Linked DNA regions of Oryctolagus cuniculus: region 1 is linked to region 2. The links are chromatin contacts, called in public Micro-C maps. All regions are on one chromosome and are shown on one strand. Each heading gives the region's core, a stretch centred on a gene start, on an enhancer-like site or on the middle of the called end of the contact. The rest is flanking DNA. Distances are from core to core; before and after follow the strand shown.

What was found. A called contact is a pair of places that touch in the nucleus more often than the background predicts.
Region 1: a contact with region 2 is called in a Micro-C map of ear pinna, with 10 times the contacts expected there. The contact joins the enhancer-like site here to the promoter of SPATS1 in region 2. A contact is called at or near these places in 2 of 6 Hi-C or Micro-C datasets (ear pinna and an unstated tissue).

The regions. Positions count from the first base shown.
Region 1 is chr5:125,895,591-125,902,924 of mOryCun1.1, reverse strand. It overlaps SLC29A1 (solute carrier family 29 member 1 (Augustine blood group)), which reads left to right. Exons shown (of 14, transcript XM_008262977.4): 6 at 1-60; 7 at 240-374; 8 at 462-559; 9 at 707-785; 10 at 1,074-1,171; 11 at 1,294-1,402; 12 at 1,592-1,677; 13 at 1,987-2,186; 14 at 2,269-2,955. The coding sequence ends at 2,380. Among named protein-coding and RNA genes, the nearest start is that of SLC29A1, 13 kb to the left of the region's middle. Within about 2 kb of position 3,289, at least 4 of the 8 cell types and tissues checked have an H3K27ac peak or open chromatin away from gene starts, as enhancers often do. A contact at or near this core is called in ear pinna, where this site is marked.
Region 2 is chr5:125,779,265-125,786,128 of mOryCun1.1, reverse strand. It overlaps SPATS1 (spermatogenesis associated serine rich 1), which reads left to right and starts at 1,385. Exons shown (of 8, transcript XM_070074045.1): 1 at 1,385-1,646; 2 at 1,860-1,994. The coding sequence starts at 1,400.

The DNA of each region.
Region 1 (7,334 bases), core at 2,040-4,539, 110 kb before region 2:
TGCAGATGGACGCTCTGCCCTTCTTCGTCCTCACCATGGTCAAGATCATGCTCATAAACTGTAAGCCCGGGGCTGGGAGGGGCCGTGGACTGAGGCCTGACCCACCGTAGTCAGAGAGGAGCCCGCGGGCCTTGGGCAGCTGGGACGGGGCTGGGGGTAGGGACAGGGAGAAGGAGCTGGGTGCAAGGCTGGGTGACCGCCAGCCCCAGCTCCTCTGCCGACACCCACCTTGTTCCCAGCGTTTGGCGCCATCCTGCAGGGCAGCCTGTTTGGTCTGGCTGGCCTCCTGCCCGCCAGCTACACGGCCCCCATCATGAGTGGCCAGGGCCTGGCTGGCTTCTTCGCCTCAGTGGCCATGATCTGCGCCATCGCCAGTGAGTCCTCCTGCCTTCTTGCCGCTGCCCTGGGGGTGTGGGGGAGGGGGACGGCCGGTCTCTGACCACTGGCACCGTCCACCCCAGCTGGCTCGGAGCTGTCAGAAAGTGCCTTCGGCTACTTTATCACAGCCTGTGTGGTTGTCGTTCTGACCATCATCTGTTACCTGGGCCTGCCCCGGCTGGTGAGCAAATTCGGGGAGCTGGGGCCTGGGGGTGGCGGAGTCCAGGGCGCCAGACCCACGGTGATCTGAGGCCCACACCTGGGGGAAGGCAGGAATTCTGGGGCTCCTGCCTCTGACCGCACCGCCCCGGTGCCCACTGTTCCGCAGGACTTCTACCGCTACTACCAGCAGCTCAAGCTCGAAGGGCCCGGGGAGCAGGAGACCAAGCTGGACCTCATCAGCAAAGGTTCGCAGGGCAGGGGCGGCGGCGAGGACGAGAACGGGCACCCCGTGCTAGCTGGCAGCCAGGGCTGGGGGGCTGGGGGAGAGCCTGCACAACCTGGAATGCCCAAGGCATGTGGGCTGACGGCAGAGCGGTGGCAGTTTCAGGTCGGGGCAGTCGGGCCCTGGGGGACTGAGCTGCAGGTGCGGCCGAGGGCTCCGAGTGACCCCAGCCCTGCCGGGGAGTGTCTATGTCATATATCTCTGTCCTCTCCACAACTCAAAGACCCTCCACCACCTCCCCCTCCCCCAGGAGAGGAGCCGCGAGCAGGCAAGGAGGAGTCTGGAGCCGCAGCCCCCAGCTCCGAGTCCGCCAGCAAAGGCCACTCCATCCGAGCCATCCTCAAGAACGTACGTGGGTACTGCCCTCCCCTTCCTGCTGGCCAGACGGTGGTCCTTGCCCCCAGCTTCTCTCCCGGGTGGAGGGGTGGGGGTCGGGGGAACCTGGCGAATCCCCTCCCCCTTCCCCGTAGATCTCAGTCCTGGCTCTCTCCATCTGCTTCGTCTTCACCATCACCATCGGCGTGTTTCCCGCTGTGACCGCTGATGTCAAGTCCAGCATCGCCGGTGCCAGCGCCTGGGGTGAGGACGCTATGGGCGCCCAGCACGGGGAGTGGGGCACAAAGGGGCCCTGGGTACCTCCTCTCCGGGTGCAGTCCGCTGGGTCCTTTTGCCCCTCCTGGGTTGGGAGCTGAGGCCCCGTGAGGGCCAAGGTGGCCGTATCTGACCCTGGCCACCAGCGTCTCCTGTCGTCTCCTCCTTCTCCTCCAGGGAACTACTTTATTCCCGTATCCTGTTTCTTGACTTTCAACATCTTTGACTGGCTGGGCCGAAGTCTCACGGCCATCTTCATGTGGGTGAGTCGAGGCCGGGCTGGGGGTGGGGGCACCAGCTGTGAGACCCTGAAGGGGAGCCCGAGAGACGAGGGGGGTCCTTTTTCCTTTTACATCAAGGGGTCGTTTATGAATAGCCCAGGGTGTAATCTTAAGTGTGCAGCTTCCTGTAGAGACGCGTGTGTGCTCACATACCCTGATCAGGAGGTAGATGGGCTCCACAGGGCCCTGGGTCCCCATCAGTACCCCCGCCGAGTGCCAGACCTGGAGGTGGTCTCGGTGCAGGCTCTTGGGGGCTGAGGCTGTTCCTGGTGCCCCCCTCCCCCACTGCAGCCGGGGAAGGACAGCCGCTGGCTGCCGGGCCTGGTGCTGGCGCGGCTGGTGTTCGTGCCGCTGCTGCTACTGTGCAACGTGCAGCCGCGCCGCTACCTGGCCGTGGTGTTTGAGCACGACGCCTGGTACATCTTCTTCATGGCCGCCTTCGCCTTCTCCAACGGCTACCTCGCCAGCCTCTGCATGTGCTTCGGGCCCAAGTGAGTGCAGGGGGTGTGGCGTGGGAGGGGCAGCCGAGGGAGGGGCGCGCCATGGGGCTGAGGTCCTGCCCTTGTCCTCTAGGAAAGTAAAGCCGGCTGAGGCCGAGACGGCGGGAGCCATCATGGCCTTCTTCCTGTGCCTGGGTCTGGCGCTGGGGGCCGTCTTCTCCTTCCTGTTCCGGGCGATCGTGTGACCACAGATAGACAAAAGGACCGCACTGCCCGCCTACCTCCTGTCCCCTTCCCTCGTCCTGCCTGGGCTGGGCACCAGTGGCCTGGAGGTTTTCTCTTCTAGCTGACTTCTGCTTGCTGTGCTGGGCCTGGCTGCCCGGGCCTCGAGGTCGCAGCCTCTGTGGATGGACGTTGGGGACACTGTGGCCTTTTAAGGGGTGCAGTCAGGGAGGGGTGCAGCCTCTGCACCTGCGTGAGTACCCCCACACCTGGCTGTGAGTGATCCCTGCAGGACAGGCTCCTGGGCTCAGAGCGGATGTGTGCATCAGGTCCGTCTGTCTGTCTGCCTGGACGGGGACGGGTTGGGGAGCCCATGGGACAGGACTGACCGTTGTAGGGTCTGATCCGATACCCCCTCCCTCCTTTCTCCCTGTGCCCGCCTGCCCTTCCCTGTGTTCCCCTTCCCATACTCCCACGCCTCATCCCTACCCATCATGCACCCTGTATAGTGCCGTTTTACTGCCTTTTTTATACTCGACAGAAACCAGGTGCCTTCAGAGGCTCTCTGATTAAATAAACATTTTTTTGGTCTCCTCAATGGTTCCTTGTGTCCTCCAGCCGTGGCTTCCTGCCCTGGTCACGAGCAGGATCCAGCAGGGGCTGGGTCTCAGAGGAAGGAGCCGCAGCGCCCCCTGCTGGGGCTTCAGGGGAGGGACCGGCGTGGAGCCAGGACACCCTGATTGTTGGCGCAGACTGCGGAAGGCCAAGTTTTTTTCTGCGGCTTCCTTCCCTCTTTCATAGGACTGGGGACAGACAGCTCCAGGCCTCTCCTTTGTCTCACTGCCACCCCCTTTGCTCTGTCCTCTGCAACCCTGGCCAGCTCCCCCCGCCCCCGCACCAGCCCCTGGCCGCACTCCCACACCACGGGCAGGCAGGAAAAGGCTAAGGCCTACCTGGCACCCTGCCCCTACACCAAAGCTTGGCCCGCGGCACTTCAGGGAAGCAAGGGCCCTACGTGGCTGCAGGGGGAGCCCTGACCCTTTCCTTCTCAACGGTGGGGGGTGGGGAGGTGAGGAGGGACCAGACTGTCGGAGCCTCTGAGTGGGGACTCCTGTCTGTGGTCTGCCCGGCTGGAAGTGGGCGCAGAGCCCTGGCCACGGTGCCCCCAACCCGGGAGCCCCTCCGGAAGCCTGTGTGTCTTCCCCGGTGCCTTCACCTCCTGCCTGGCCTTTCGGGACGTGCTTCCTGATCTCATAATCCACCCCACACGTGGCCACCAGAATAGCTTGAAAACAAACAGAGCCGCCGCCTGGAGCAGGCTGCTAATCTGAAGAGCACTTCCGGTTCCTCCTGCAGCCGCAGCCGCAGCCGCACCGGGCAGCTCAGGGCCTTCCTCTTGTGCCCCCTCGGCACTTCCGTAATGTGGGGACTTCCGTCACACTCTGATCTTTGCCTGGCTCCCAGACTGTCCGTTTGTGTGGTTAGGGTCTCTTCCTGGCGTTGCAGCTCTTCCGGCTGTAAGAGCTATCCCACAGCATGGCGTTCTCCACACTTCAGGGTTCCCACCTGTAAATTTGGGTGGGGGCGGGGGCGGGGGGGGTGCAAAAAAGGGGCTCCCACTTCTGCGGCCGCCTGGCTGCAGTGACGATTCTCGGCCACAAGAGGGCGCGCTGCAGGCAAAGTCATGCTGGGGGGGGGGCAAGGATGTTCTCTCTCAGTCCTCAGCATTTTGCCCCCATGAGGTTCGGAGGGCTGTGCATCCACCAGAGACCCTGGCTGGCTTCGCACAGAAGGGTCTGTGTCCAGCTCTGTCCTCCCTGGGGTGGCTGCCACTGCAATACACGATTGTCCTTCCACGGCGAGATGCTGGGGCCTGAAGCTCTCTTGCAAAGCTAGGAGCCTGAGGCCAAGCAGCCAGGCTGGAAAGTGGCGAGGAAGCCTCAAGCACGAGCCGGGAGTTGGCTGCATCCGTGAGTCCTTGGGCGCGAATATGGAAAGAGCGTGAAGGTGGTAATCCCGGGGGAGTGGCCGGAGGGCCCAGTTGTTGGCAAAACCAACTCAGTTACAGCTACGAGTGTTCAAAATGGAGGTGAGCAGAGACATGCAGAGTCACTGTAACAGGACCAGCCCCGCCTGAAACCCAAGGCCGGCCCACGCACAGACAGAGTGTCCAGCGAGTGGGCCAGGCCCGCAGTGTCCGGTCCCCACCCTGACCCCGGCTCCGCCCTCGTCAGCTGTTCTGCGCCCTCATGCACTCCTTCAGCCTCAGCGGGACCTGGCCTCTGGGGGTGGGGACTCTCGGCAGACCTGCGGCACCCTGTGACCCAGCAGGGTGGCATTCTGGCTCCAGGCTGCGGGGTGAGGGCTAAATCGAGTCAGCAGAGCCCCAGAAGGCGTTGCCCACTCCCTGGTTGGGATTCAGGGCTCAGGATTCTGTCTTGAGCCCGCCATGTACCCGCGGTGCAGCCCTGGCTCCTCTCTCTTAAATGTCCTTAGAACGGGTCCTGATTTCTTGACGAGGCGCAAAGACCTGTCGGGGCCAACACCTGCCCCAGGAGACGTGTTAAAGACCTGCAGGGCATCTGCAGGACAGCCTGGGAGGTGAGGTCCCCAGAGCCACGGGGCGCAAGGGTCTGTGGGACCAACCTGGACATGGTCTGCCCAGCCCCCCACCCCGGAGACTCGCTTCCCTCCCTGCTCCCGAGCCTCCGGAAGCTTCCAGAACCAAGCCTCATTAATTCCACCCCAGCCATTTCCAGTGTGAACCAGTGCTCACGGGGCGGGAGCGGGCGGTCCGGACCCAGCGACCCAGCGCGCAGCCAGGGAGGGGGCGAGGAGCCTACTAGGGCCTGCCTGTCCCAGCCCCACCCCGCGGGGGGTGGGGAGAGGAGGAGGATGACGGCACCCTCTGGAGCGCCCCCTGGCGGGAGCGCGGCCCCCACCCACCCTGTACATCTAAGTCCAGGCAGGTGGGTGACCAAGGATGTCAGACCGACTGCACTGCCCCCTTGTGTCCAGGTGACCTTGAAGCACGCACTTTCCTCGCTGCTCGCTGTAGTTATACTTGCCCTGCCTACCTGGCCAGCTGTGATGCTGCACTGAGATACTGAGCAGGGAGAGGACTTAACACTCTCTTCTGCTGTCACTGTCTTATACACCCGACCCCATCTGATCCCCCAATAATCCTGCAAAGTCATGACCACTGCTGTGCCCACTCCAGAAAGCCAAGGCCGAAAGGGTAAAGGATGCAAAAATATGCAAATTGCAAAGCTCCAGGTAAGTCAGTCTCCTCCGCCCCCACCTGGTGGTCCATTGACTCTGGATCCACCCAAGCTTCCTGGGACACTGAGCTCACGTCATCCTGCCCAGGTGAAACCAGCAGAGAGTCCTTCCTGGTGCCTAACCTGGGCCCCCACTGTGTGCCACTTCCTGTCTGCCCAGCAGGAGGTGAGCCAGTCAACAGCCCAGGAGCCCTGCGTACCCAAGAGGCGTGGCTTGTACCTGGACAGGCCAGGCGGCAGGCAGAACAGTTGAGTAGGGCAGGCTTGTTTGTGGTGCCACCTGTTCCCGCACCTCCCCCTGACTGTAACTCGCTCTGGGCTGAACCAGTGTGGGGTCCGGTTTTACCTTGGTAGTCAAGGGAGGCCCAGAACACCACACGGCCCTGCCACAGACGGAAAGGGGTGCCTAGTGCGGGTGATGGTGGAGGAGGACAGACATTTGAGATTGCGCCAGCAGTGGCAAGGAAAGACTGAGTCACACCGTCAGGCCGCTGGTGCCATGGCTGGCCTGGGCCAGGCGACACGCAGTCAGAGGCGTATGAATAGAGTAGGTTCCTGCACTTGGGGAGTGGCTCTCGCCCTCTCACCACATCCCTGAGTGATTTTGACCTTGCCCGTGACTGCAGCCGGCAGCTTGATGGTGCCTGGATCTGCAGCTGCAGCCTGGCCTCCCGCACATCCCTCTGCCTGCCGGCCGGCCGTCTCTCCTCAGCGCCCACCCCTCCTCCCGCGGTGGGTCTCTGCCCCGCGGCCCCCATCTCCATCGCTCTGCCTCAGAGGAGGCTCTTCGCTCCGCTCCTCCCCAGCTTTCCCACCTCCCTTCCTCCCAGCTATGGCCGGTGTCACCAGCACATGGGTGTGTTCGCTTGACAGCATCGCTTTATTTAATTCAACAGCTGGAGGACACGGGTTTTTGCTCAGGGACACATGGAGCATTTGCAGATATTAACCACATTCTAAATTACAAATTTTCAAGTACAAAAACCAAACCAAAACAAAAACACAGGGACAGGGGCTGGCGCGGCAAGGCAGTGGGTTAAGCTGCATCCCATATGGGCACCGGTTCGAGTCCCGGCTGCTCCACATCTGATCCAGCTCCCTCTTACTGCACTTGGGAAAAGCAGCAGAAGATGGCCCAAGTCCTTGGGTCCCTGCACCCACATGGGAGACCCAGAATGAGCTCCTGGTTTCCGATTTCAGCCTGGTCCAACCCTGGCTGTTGCAGCCATTTGGGGAGTGAATCAGTGTCTGAAAGATCTTTCTATGTCTCTCCCTCTGTCTTGTTGCTCAGCCTTCCAAATAAATAAAATGAGATCTTAAAAAAGAAAGGAAGAAAGAAAGAAAGAGTAAAACACTTTTAAATTGATCAAAAGAGATACCTTCAGGGAAATCAGAAAATCCTTAAAACTGAATTATAATAAAAATACTATAAGTTGGGGCTGGTGCTGTGGCATAGCAGTTAAAGCCACCACCTGCAGTGCTGGCATCCCATGTGGGTACCGGTTTAAGACCCGGCTGCGCCACTTTTTTTTTTTTAATATTTATTTATTTATATGAAAGTCAGAGTTACACAGAGAGGAGAGGCAGAGAGAGAGAAAGAGAGGTCTTCTATCCACTGGTTCACTCCCCAGTTGACCACAATGGCTGGAGCTGTGCTGATAGGAAGCCAGGAGTTTCTTCTGGGTCTCCCATGTGG
Region 2 (6,864 bases), core at 136-2,635:
AAGTCCAATTGGATATATTGCTAGATTGTAATTACATTAACATATATGTGCATTGAAAAAGGACAGAGGGGCTGGTGCTGTCACACAGCGGGTTAACGCCCTGGCCTGAAGTGCCGGCATCCTATATGGGTGCCAGTTCTAGTCCCAGCTGCTCCTCTTCCAATCCAACTCTCTGCTATGGCCTGGGAAAGCAGTAGAAGATGGCCTGAGTCCTTGGGCCCCTGCACCTGCGTGGTGCTCCGGCTTCGGATTGGCACAGCTCTGGCCATTGCAGCCAGTGGATGGAAGACCTCTCTCTCTCTGTCTCTACCTCTCTCTGTAACTCTGTCTTTCAAATGAATAAGATAAATCTTAAAAAAAAAAAAAGAAAAGAAAAGAAAAGAGAAAGGACAGAGAGGAAGTAGCCCTTATACTTAAGGAGTGTGGCATCTTATGTTCTTATGTTCTCCAGGACAGGACAGATCCCCAATCCCCCAGGCTCTTCATACAATGTGTTGATTCTCCTACTAGGAGGTGGGGCCTGGGTTCCCTCTCCCCGAAGTGGAGACTTGGAAGGCAGTACTGCTCCTGCCTGGTGTTTCTGGGATGCCCGTAGGTAGGTGACCTGGCAAAGGCCCCAGCGGACAATCCACTTGAGTCATCAGACTTCGGCAGAAGCTCTATCCGCCACCTGATGCCACCGCAGGAGAGACCCCGAGGGTGAACAGCTCAGCTTCACCTAGCCAGCCCTCAAAACCCAGAGATATGGTGATTGTTGTGGTTAAAAGCAACAGAATTTGAAGCGACTTGTTATTCAGCAGTAGCTACATACCTGGAACAGTGGTTGATCTCTGAATTGTGAGACTGCGGGTATTAGCAATAATTTTCAATGTTTCCCAAGATTTCTATGAGGACCACTTACTTTGTTATCTGCACATTTTTTTAAATCAAAAATAAAAGCACATTTTTTGGGTCACTTCATTAAAGGTGAAACTAAGTCTAAATATGAATTTAGGGGCTTAAGCTAGATTTGGAAATAAAAAGTTTTGTGTAAAAGACCTAATAGGATTGGAAAGAGTCATCAAAGTTGTGGTGGATTTAGAATGAGCAGACTCAGAAATGCAACCCAGCCTTCCCGGCGACCTTGAGCAGGTCCTTGCTCAAAGTCAGTTTCCTATTTTGAAAAATGCACCAGGCTGTGTTAGGAAGATAGCATCACCAGGGCGCCTGGCCCAGAAAAGGCACTCTGTAAGTGGCAGGTGAATCCTGTCCAATCCAGGCCAATTGTAAGGGCACCAGCCAGCTTTGTGGAGGCGCATTCCCAGCTCCTGGAGGGCTACCGTTCTAGCAATAAAAATGTCCTGGAAAAGCACCCTAACTCTTAAAAAAAAGAAAAACAACCGAGAACATTTAAGCGGCGATGGCTGGCCCTGGCAGGAGCCGCCTCTCTGGAGGCTCCATCCTGCCCGGAGGGACCCGGAGCCTGGATGCCGCGGGAGAAGAGGACCCGGAAGCCCGGCCCGGCTGGGCGCGGGGCGGGCGCGGTGTCCCAGCAACCGCGGAACGCGTCTTGGCGATGGAAGCGCCCAGCGGCGGCGGCGGCGGCGACCTCCTTCTCGCTCTCGCCGCTGGGCTTTCGGCTCCCCCGCCAGGCACCTGGCAGTTCGGTGCGTTGATCCGGGCACAGCCTGGGGCCTCCCTTGGGCAGGGGCTGGGCAGCCGCGGAGGTGCGAACGACCTGTGGGGGGAGGCCAGCCCTGACCTTGGCCTCTCTAGGGCGCGTGGGGTGCCGCGGTTTGTTGCGACTGGCGCCTTTCTCACAGGGCGCTTTTTTTGTGTGTCTCGGTTGCTTCTAATGTTTCCCATCATCTCGTGCGTAGGGGATTCCATGTTCCCAAGGGGGCCGCACGCGGAGTCGCCACCTCCACAGCACGTCGAGAGCTATCTGCAGCACAGAGCTGGAGAAGGTTCCAGAGAAAGGGATGCCGGCATGGCCCAGGACGAGAGGAGTTACAGTTGAGTTCTTGGAGAGGCTGAGGGCTGGGTGTGCATCCAGCGGTCGTGGTATCCCAGGGCCCAGGGGCGTGGTGGGAAGCTTTCGGGCAGGCCAGTTTGGGGCACACGGAAAGGACTGTCTGAGGAGTGATTGACGTCTCCCTTACCCGGCCGGGACCTCCCTGGGAACAGCGCGGGAAGACTGTTGCGGACCAGGCAGGGAGCAGAGGCTGCCCTGTCCAGTGCTTGGCGCACGCCGGTGAGGCTGGGATTTGGCGTGAGGCTGGGATTTGGCGTGAGTCTGCGTTTCCACAGGCCCCTACCCTTTCTGTTTTTCCTCTGCTCGGACCTTAGCAGATTTGTGGCACTGTTTGTTGGATGGGCAGCTTGGGTGGAGATCAGGAACACTAAGGAAAGGCTGAAGTTGAGTACCGGCTGGTAGCTCAAAAACGGATGCTTTTTTTTTTTTTAAATTGTTTTTAATTAATTTGGGAGGCAGAGGGAGTTCCAATCCACTGGTTCACTTCCCAAATACCTGCTGCAGTAGCTGGGACTGGGCAGGGGTTAGTGCTGGGAGCTGGGAACTCAACCCAGGTCTCCCATGTGGGTGTTGGGGACCAACCATGTGAGCCATCACCGCTGCCAGCCAGGGTGTGCAGCAGCAGGAAGCTGGGGTGAACAGCCAGGCATTAAACCCAAGGACGCTGATTTGGGTCCCCGGCTTCTTACCTGCTAGGTCCAGTGCTCCCCCGAAGTAATAGCTGGCTCCTCTGGCAGAGGAGGTGTCTGGGAGCACTTGGAGCGGAACAGTCTCCCAGAATGCCTTGGGCTGAGCATGTGCTCTGGGTGTGGCTTTCCTGTTCCAGCGTGCTGTGTGCTGCAGGAGGGGGCTGTAGAATGGGCCATCTTTGTCCCAAAGGATCTTAGCTTGCTCCCTGGTCTTCTATAACCCAGGGAGGCGGCCTTCGTCCTCACAGGGCGGAGAGGAGAGGCAGGTACAGTCATCGACACCCCGGGGCCAGGAGAGCTGCAGGAGGAAGAACCAGTAAGAGCTCCACATGGCTGAGAGGGCGAGGAGAACAGGGTTCCGGGATTCTAACTTCAGACTCCAGACTTTCTGCTGTTCCTACTCTGGTTTGGGGTCAAGAACGAAGCTGCTATTTATAGGGTAGACCAGGTAAGCTCCATGTTCCTGAGTTAGTGGTGCCAGCAGAGCGGGAGGCCCTGGGATTCACCAGATCGCATTAACCGAAGACTTCTGGTTTCCTTTTCTTTTGAAAGATATATTGATTTGAAAGGCAGAATGACAGAAAGAGCGATTTTCCATCTACTAGTTCACTCCCCAATGGCTGCAGCAGCTAGTGCTGGGCCAAGAGGAAGCCAGGAGCCCCATCCAGGTTTCCCAGGCTCATGCATATGGGCCATCATTCTCTGTTTCCCAGGTGCATTAGCAGGGAGCTAGATGGGAAATGGAACAGTCAGAATTGGAACCCATGATCTGACGTGGGATGCTGGCTTCTCAAGTCGGGGAGCTTAGCCCAGTGCTCCACGGCACCTGCCCCTCATTTTCTGCTCTGTTGGTGTGTCCACTCGGACCAGTTTAATATAGAGTCCCTGGGTCTTAGGAAGGAAGGGGCTGCACAAATTAGTTGACGATACATGCATGTGTGTGTGTGTGTGTGTGTTTCTAGCAGGGAGAGCCACCCACTGCTGCTTTTTTTTTTTTTTTTTTGACACGCAGAGTGGATAGTGAGAGAGAGAGAGAGACAGAGAGAGAAAGGTCTTCCTTTTGCCGTTGGTTCACCCTCCAATGGCTGACGCGGCTGGCGGGCTGCGGCCGGCACACTGTGCTGATCTGATGGCAGGAGCCAGGTGCTTCTCCTGGTCTCCCATGCGGGTGCAGGGCCCAAGTACTTGGGCCATTCTCCACTGCACTCCCGGGCCACAGCAGAGAGCTGTCCTGGAAGAGGGGCAACCGGGACAGAATCCGGTGCCCCGACCGGGACTAGAACCTGGTGTGCTGGCGCCGCAAGGCAGAGGATTAGCCTAGTGAGCCGCGGCGCCGGCCTCACTGCTTTTATTACTCCTCAAGGAGGGAAGCAGCTCTATAATGTGAAAAGGGCTACATACGCCAGTGCTCTAGAAACTTACGGTGCTTGTGGAGCAGATAAGCAGGGCTGGGAAACCAGGTGTTTGCTTGAAAAGGTCTCCCCAGTAAAGGAACATAACTTGATGTATTGTTCTCCCCGGTAGACTGAGCGTTTGTGAAAATCAGCCAAGATGAGAAGTGTGTGAGAGCACTGTGGTTATGTAAGGTGTTATTCCTGCCTGAAGAAATGGAAATCAGTATCTTGAATCCCACAGATGGTACCAAAGAACCAGACTTTTTCCTAAACTCTCATTCCCCCCAGATTCTTTTGTGGCCATCAGAACCTTCTCTTGAGATTTTTTTTTTATTGCATCATTTTTTCTATTACCTAGTGTTTAGAGTCTTGTTAGTGTGTACTGGTTTATGGCTTACTTGGCATTTATCGCATTTGAGTGATGCTTTTCCTGAGGCACAGGGACCCTTTCTAGAAGGGTGCACCCCCTCAGCATCTCTGTTCCTCCTGACAGCCTTGGGAGCTGGACACAGAGTGGGGGAGCCTAGAAACCTGTGCACCCGGAGGCTTTTGACTTGCTTAGAGCAACACAATGCTCCTCTTTGTAATGGTAGCATCAGTATCAGAATGGAAGAGGCCAGGATCAGGTGTTTAGCCAGAGGTTAGGGTACCTGTCCCACAGCAAAGTGCCTCGGTTTGGGGCCTTGTGGTGCAGCAGGTGAAGCCGCCGCCTGCGAAGATGCTGACATCCCATATGGGCGCCGGTTCAAGTCCCGGCTGCTCCACTTCTTATCCAGCTCCCTGCTAATGTGCCTGGGAAAGCAGTGGAAGGTGGCCCTAGCTCTTGAGCTCCTGTACCCACGCTGGAGACCTGGATAAAGCATCTGGCTGCTGGCTTTGACCCGGCCCGGCCCTGACCATTATAACCATCTGGGGAGTGAACCAATGGATGGAGGATCTCTCTCTGTCTGTAAAATAAATCCTAAAAACAGGAAACAGCAAACAAAAAATAAAGTGCCTTGGTTTTATGCCTGGCTTCAGTTCCTGACTCCAACATTAGGCTCACCCAGACTCTGAGAGGCAGCAGTGAGACAATTTAAGAAATTGGTTTCTTCCCACAAGGAAGAACCAGGTTATGTTCCTGGGTTCCAATTTCTAGCCCTGGTTTTCAAAGACATTTGGGAAGTAAATCAGTAGGAGAGAGCTAATGCTATCTGTCTGCCTGCCTCTTTTTCTTTTTAAACTTTTTTATTTATTTGAAAGACTAAGTTATATAGAGAGGTAGACAGGGGGAGAGAGCGCGCACACACGAGAGAGAGAGAGAGAGAGAGAGAGAGAGAGAGAGAGATATCTACCACCTGCTAGTTCACTCCCCAAATGACAGCAATGACTAGAGCTGAACTGATCTGAAGCCAGGAGCCAGGAGCTTCTTCAGGTCTCCCATGTGAATGCAGGAGCCCAAGCACTTGGGCCATCCTCCACTGCTTTCTCAGGTGCATCAACAGGGAACTGGATCGGAAGTGGAGCAACTGAGACTCAAACCAGTGCCCATATGGGATGCTAGTGCTGCAGGCTGGGGCTTTAACCCGCTATGCCACAGTGCTGGCCCCTGTCTGCCTGCCTCTTTTGAATAAATTTTAGAAAAGAGAAAAGGAAATTTGTTGTTAGACTTAAATTTTATTTATTTGAAAGGCAGAGAGAGAGAGAGAGAGAGAGATCTTCCATCCACTGGTTTAATCCTCAAATGCCACAACTGCTGAGATTGGGCCAAGCCAAAGCCAGGAGCTGGGAACTCAATCTGGATCTCTCACGTGTGTGTCAGGGACCCAGCGACTTGAGCCATCACCTAAGTGATGCATTAGCAGGAAACTAGAATAGGAGGCAGAATCCAAGAACCATGATAGGGGATATGCATCTCCCAGGTGATATCTTAACCACTGGACCCAACACCTGCTGCACTATTTAGATTCTTTTTTTGACAGGCAGAGTTAGACAGTGAGAGAGAGAGAGACAGAGACAGAGAGAAAGGTCTTCCTTCCGTTGGTTCACCCCCCAAATGGCTGCTATGGCCGGTATGCTGTGCCAATCTGAAGCCAAGAGCCAGTTGCTTCCTCCTGGTCTCCCATGTGGGTACAGGGCCCAAGCACTTGGGCCATCCTCCACTGCCTTCCTGGGCCACAGCAGAGAGCTGGACTGGAAGAGGAGCGACCGGGACAGAATCCGGCGCTCCAGCCGGACTAGAACCCAGGGTGCCGGCGCCACAGGTGGAGGATTAGCCAAGTGAGCCACGGCACCGGCCAACTATTCAGACGTTTGAGTGTGAATAAGGCTCAAGGATGTCTTTATCAATTTATTTTGCTTATATTTTATCTATGCACACAAGTGATTAAATCAGCATGTAAGGAAGGTTACAGGAATGTTTGTAGTGAGTTTAAAATAAACATTCTACTGCTAGAGCACTTGGTCATAGTTTAGTTGGCAGTCTCTGTCCTTTGTGCTACAAAAAAATGTTCCTGACACTGATGGATTCTTTTTCATCTTTGAAGATTTGTTTATTGACTTGAAAAGCAGAATTACAAGGCCGGCGCTGCGGCTCACTAGGCTAATCTTCCGCCTGCAGCGCCGGAACTCCAGATTCTAGTCCTGGTTGGGGCATCGGATTCTGTCCTAGTTGCTCCTCTTCCTGTCCAGCTCTCTGCTGTGGCCCAAGTGCCTGGGCCTTGCACCCCATGGGAGACCAAAAGGAAGCACCTGGCTCCTGGCTTCAGATTGGTGCAGCACGCCGGCC